Regions from separate parts of the Bos taurus genome. Here region 2 is linked to region 1. The links are chromatin contacts, called in public Hi-C maps. All regions are on one chromosome and are shown on one strand. Each heading gives the region's core, a stretch centred on a gene start, on an enhancer-like site or on the middle of the called end of the contact. The rest is flanking DNA. Distances are from core to core; before and after follow the strand shown.

The links. Hi-C and Micro-C count contacts between places; a contact is called where the count stands out from the background.
Region 2: a contact with region 1 is called in a Hi-C map of an unstated tissue, with 2.7 times the contacts expected there. The contact joins the enhancer-like site here to the promoter of PIF1 in region 1. A contact is called at or near these places in 4 of 11 Hi-C or Micro-C datasets (blastocyst, liver, skeletal muscle and 1 more).

Annotation. Positions count from the first base shown.
Region 1 is chr10:45,268,798-45,271,623 of ARS-UCD2.0, forward strand. PIF1 (PIF1 5'-to-3' DNA helicase) reads left to right here and starts at 1,556. Exons shown (of 12, transcript NM_001206052.1): 1 at 1,556-2,113. The coding sequence starts at 1,556. It overlaps LOC132346299 (a long non-coding RNA gene), which reads right to left and starts at 1,548. Exons shown (of 2, transcript XR_009496089.1): 1 at 1,157-1,548; 2 at 1-859.
Region 2 is chr10:45,338,686-45,341,511 of ARS-UCD2.0, forward strand. No RefSeq gene overlaps it. Among named protein-coding and RNA genes, the nearest start is that of OAZ2, 26 kb to the right of the region's middle. Within about 2 kb of position 1,541, at least 20 of the 102 cell types and tissues checked have an H3K27ac peak or open chromatin away from gene starts, as enhancers often do.

The sequences.
Region 1 (2,826 bases), core at 306-2,805:
TGAATAAATGAGCGAGCTGACTCACCTGTAAGATGCCTTCTAGCTAGTCATTCCAAGATTTAATGAGGGGAAAGAAAATTAAAAACAAATTCCCTATGCATTCAGTGCAATGAGAGGGATACGCATTCCTGAAGACAGAGGCTCGCTCACTTCACTTGTACTCTCTGAGCACTTGGTCACAGGTCTCAGTTCTTCACTGATGCGTCTCAGACGGATGGGACAGACAAATGAGTAAAATGACACAAAGACCGATAAGCGTGGAAGGAACTGGGGGTGGGGGCAGCGGGAGCAGCAGGTCTCGGTCAGGGGGCAAGGGCTGGGGGGCGGTCTGCCCAGAAATGGACAAAGGTCCCGTGAGTGTAAACAGAGATGGGAGGCAGCTCTTACCCAAGGCCAAGTTCAGCCGCTGTGTGAGGGCTAGAGGGGAGGAAGTCTGTGTTGGAGGCAAGGTCTTGAAAATAAATCTTCAGAGACGCGATTGGTGACACTAATCCACGCGCGGCCCAGCTGCAGTCTCCGTCCCCTCCCACTACATCCACTCGTCCGCGCGACTTGGTATGCTCCGCCACCACAATAAGCCTCCTTCCTCTGGCGTGCTATTGGTACAGCCCAAGCTCTGAGGGTAGAAAGGCACAGAAAGACACGCCCCTTGTCACGTCCGCTTTCTCTGATTGGCTAGAAAATTTAAAGCTCCTGCAGGTGATAGGATGATTCTCTACTCCCAGAATTTGAAAGTTTCCAGTGTGCTACTACTGCCTGCAGGCCGACTTGTCTCAACTGGTTCGTCCGAGTGCTGGCACGAGTGAGTGTCCACCTGATCCCAGACGTGGGAGGCAGAATGTTCTTCTTCAAGGGGTCCCTGCCAGGAGGGTGCATACGAATGAATCAGACGGCACGTGGACTGGTTCCCGGAAGCCAGGGTCCCTCCGCTATTTCCGTAGCCAAATAATTTCACTTCCACCCCACCTTAGAGATGGGAAGCACCAGAGCTTCCGAATCCCACGATCCCTGACTCCTACCAGCCGTTGTGGTCTCTTTCAGCCTGTTTTCCACTTCTGTACATGGGAAATAGTGACACTAGCTTGGCTGCATATAAACCAGTGAACGTAGCTGGGAGAGGGAAGGCGCTGATAACATACATCTCAGTCCTGCTTACCTCCACAAGTGAGTCTCCTCCTTCCTTGCAGAGAGGACTCAAGATTCCCGTGCCCGCCCTGGGTCTCTTAGAAGCAAGCTTCTTTTCTGTTCAGGGGCTCCCTTCTTCTGTGGCTCTTGTCGGACAGCAGAGGTTCCCAATCCTTGGTGCGCTTGACGTTGCCCATCCGCAGCTCTGGAAATTATTGTGTGGGAGAGAAATGTCTAGGAGAATTTCCTGTTTGCCCCCAGGGTGCTTTTACAGTCTCCGTGACCTCTTTGTGTTACCAGTGACAGCCCTGGGACCCTTTGTGGCTTTGACTGGGCTCCCTGTCCAGACTTCTGTACCACCTATGATGTCCCCTGAGTCCCTGTGACGCCTGTGCTCCGGTCTTTTTGCAGACCTGCAGAGGCGGCGGCGATGCTTTCGGGCACCCAGGCAGCGGCCGCAGAATGCGAGGACGGAGAACTGCGGTGCCGTGTGGCCGTGGAGGAGCTGAGCCCCGGTGGGCAGCCGCGAAGGCGCCAGTCCCTACGCACCGCGGAGCTAAGCCTGGGTCGTAACGAGCGCCGCGAGTTGATGCTGAGGCTGCAGGCGCCCGGGCCCGCTGGGCGGCCACGCTGCTTCCCCGTGCGCGCCGCGCGCCTCTTCACCCGCTTCGCTGCAGCCGGGCGCAGCACTCTGCGGTTCCCCGCCGACAGCACTCCCCGGGCCAGCGCCGTCCAGCTGCTGCTCTCCGATTGCCCCCCGGACCGCCTGCGCCGCTTCCTGCACACGCTGCGCCTCAAGCTGGCGGCGGCCCCGGGTCCCGGGCCGGCCTCCGCCCGCACGCAGCTGCTTGGCCCGCGGCCCCGCGACTTCATCAGCATCAGCCCCGTGCAGCCCGAGGAGTTGCGGCGTGCGGCGGCCACCCGGGTCACGGATACCACGCCGGTGAAGCGGCCCACGGAACCTCGGGCGGGAGCCAAGCCCCGCACCGTGAGGACATCGGAGAACGGGGGTCGCCTTGGGGAGTGGGAGATGGAAGAGACTGAGGAAGCCCAAGTTTAGGGGGAAGATGGTGGTGGTATTTGAGATGGCTGCTGATTACTTCAGAGGAGATATTCATCAGGCTTCTGAGACTAACGGAAATAAGGGAATTGTGCTTGTGTTTCTCATAGTGCAATCCTTGAGATTGAGAATAGGGAAAATGCGCTTAGGTCACGTTAAAAGAGAAAGCAGAGAAGGTGCTTCAGAAATGTAGGAATGAGGTCCTCCTTGAGGAGGAGAGGAGGTTTTGGAGAGAATAAAGTGATCAGCTGTGTTAGGGGCAGCCCACAGGTCCAATCAGATGCGGGGGAGGTGTTGGGGGACAAAGTCTGGTGGATGTGACAGTGTTCACAAACTGGAAAAGATGGATCACAAACCACAGGGGTTTGAGACTAAGCTGGAGAGAAGATGGAGATGGGGCAAAAAGGGGCCCTGGCTCAGCAGGGTTTGGCTTAGGAGATTTTAGGTCAAAGAGACAGATTGTGACAGGAAAAGTTGCGAGAACAAAGGATGGGTTGGAGGACCAGGAGAGTTAGGGAACCCAGGAGAGGATGCTGAGGAGAATCTAGACCTGCAGACAGGGGACTTTAGGGGTGATACCCAGAGTCAGTGGAGATCCAGCTTTGATCCCTTCCTCAGGGAGAGACCTGGACTCTCCAGTT
Region 2 (2,826 bases), core at 291-2,790, 70 kb after region 1:
CTCTCCCCACACCCCTGCCCTGCACCCACCCGGCTTCAGTGAGGACCAAGCCCCGCAGCCAGTTCCGCCCCGCGGCTGGCACCCCACCACCACCACCACCACCACCCCACTCACTTCCAGGCTGAACAGGAAGGACCACCCAGCCAAGACAGAGCATTTTCCTGGTCATTTCAAATCAGGGTCCTCTGTTTCCTCCTCCTCAGATGGGCCAACAACCATTAAGAAAATCCTTTCTCTACCCGTTTCGCTTACCTCTCCCCGGCGCACCCCACCCCTGCCATGGCTCCTCATTCTTTCCAAACTTTGAAACCAACCAAAAAAGTGAAAGTATTTTTGTACCCTGTGTAACAAAATATTTATGCAACATAAAGGATTTTTTCGTGTGTGTGTGCAATTAATTATTGAAGAGACCTTGTCCGCCTTGTCAGATAAGTTTAACGTTTTCGTTTGAGGCATGAAGAAGAAAAGGGTTTCCGTTCTCCAGCAGTGAGCCTTAGCGTCAGCCATTAGTTTAAGAAAAATGAAGGAAAAGTTGTGCAATTTTTGTTTCGTGAGCACATTAGTGCTTCGCCTTTGGCCGCGGCCGTGGCCGTCTTGCCGTTTTCAGACTTGGGAGACGAGGTGGCTGTTGTAATTGCTGATCCTGTGAGAATGTGAAACTGGATAATATATGAAACGCAAAATAAAAAGAAATCATCCAAAGTAACTGCTCTCCGACCTGTGCTTCCTTGGGTTGTAGACAGCCATCGCTGGGCACAGCCAGAGGACAGGTGCTGGGGACTCGGGGGGAGGAGGCAAGGCAGGCCTGGGCCTGGGTTCACGCGGCCTCTCCCTCCTGCCCTCTTGTGTGTGAGTTGAGTCTGCCGAGGAAGTGACCCACCAGGGGTCATGCAGCAGGGGCCTGTCTATCAGCCCAGCCTGTGTTTAATTCATTCTTTACTTTCTTGTCTGAGGATGGGGGCGGAGACTCCCTGCACCCAGTTTAAGCACCCAGATGGGACCTTCGTTGTTTCCGATGGTGTCTTCGGGCTGGCCTAACTCCATGGCCTTTTCAGCCCTTGGGTAGAGGACTGTGGTTTCAGAGGTTGGGCTCCTGCGGGAGTGTCCTTGGTGTGTGTCATGTCCCTGTGCTAGAGAAGCAGAGAACCGGGGAGTTGGGCCTGGAAGGGTTAAGCCCACCCACCCTGCAGGCTCCCAGCTGCAGCTCCATTCCTGAGCCGGGTTCTTGCTGGGTGTGGGTACAGAGGTCAGGGAAAGGGTGAGGTGCTTAGACCCCAGGCTGCACTGGATCCTGTCAGGATGCCAGCAGCCAACCCTGATCCTTCCCTTTTGCAGTTCGGGGCCTCAGTTTCCTCATCTGTGAAATGGTGGTTTGAAGTTCTTTCCTTCTGGAGGGTGGGAGCACTGAGCTGATGGCTGTTTGTCTTTAACGTCTCCGTCCTCTGCCCTCATCTCCTGGCCCTTTCTTCCACCCCCGCACCCTTCCCAGCCTGACTCAAGGCTGAGCCTGGAAGGGGAGGGCAGGAGAGGAGGCCCCAGAGCCCCGCTCCTGTTGGGCTTCCTTCCAGCCTTGCTCAAGCGAAGCTGTAGTGGCTGTGGCTGGCCCTGGTCAGCTCCTCACCTGGTCACCACGGTGCCCCTGGTGTCCCTCTCCATTCCTGCCTCACCTGCTCTCCTGAATCCCAGGCCTGCACTGAGCTGCCTGTATCTAAGGTGTCCTGCTGATGAGTCTGTCTGCTGTGAAAGGCTCTCGGGTGACATGTGCAGGCCTAGCTGGTACCTGCATGTGAAGGGAGGCTGCCCCCCAGGTGCTGTGAGGGATGTGGAGCCTGGCCAGGCCCTGGCCCTCTAAGAAGCTGGGTGCTGGATGAGTGGGTTGTCTGGGCTCCGGAGGGAGGCTCTGGGAGGAGAGGGGGTTGGTGGCTGTGTTCACACCAGCAAGAGGAGGGGGCTTGACGCTCCTCTTACCTGGACCCCTCTGCAGTGTTTGGACCGGCTCCGCACTTGTGAAGCAAGCAAGGCCTTCCCAGCCTGGCACCCCTCGTAGTGCTGGTTGGGGAAGCAGCACAGAGGCCCACAGCCCCCACCCGGGGCCAGACCGATGCCTGACCTACTTCAGCTGTGGCAGGAGCCACCGGGTCTTCCTGAGGTAGTGAATTATTTAGCTGGGCACCTGGGCCTTTCTGAGAGGGGCTAAGAAAGCTCTTCATAATTTAAAGGCCCCTGTTCCTGTGGCTTCCCTGGGGGGCCTCCTTCACGCTTTACTGAGCAGGGCCTGCGTCTGACAGGAGGGGGAGGGAGGCCCTGAGGCCATCCCAGGAGGGGCTCTCCAGCTGGATGGGGGCCTTTTTCAGGGTGAGGCCTTTGCAGAGAGGCCTCAGTGGACAGTCGGCGTTTGGACCTAGGGTGGAGGTGTCAGTCAGGGCTTCCAGACAAGGACACAGTAAGCTGAGGTCAGCAGTGGCCAGGTCCTGACTCCCCATTTAGAAAGCACCTTCTTCCTTTCCAGCTCATCTAGTTACTTGAAATACTTCTTTCCTTTCTGGAAGGATTTTAGGCCTTGGAATAACCAGGCCTATTTTACTCAGAGGTCCCTTCCCATCAGCACTGAAATCTCCCCCATGGCAGAGGAGGCCGCCTTCATAAGCGCAATGCCTTCCATACTGCTTCACATGGACGAGGCTGGCGGCAAGTGGATGCTTGTTGAGACCCTGGCCCGAAGCCAGCTCTGTATTTCCTGGGCTGGGGGCAAGGCTCGTCACCCCAACTCGGTAATTGGGTGCTGCTACCTGGCCAGTGTTTTTAAGGATGTTGTTTCTCTTGGAG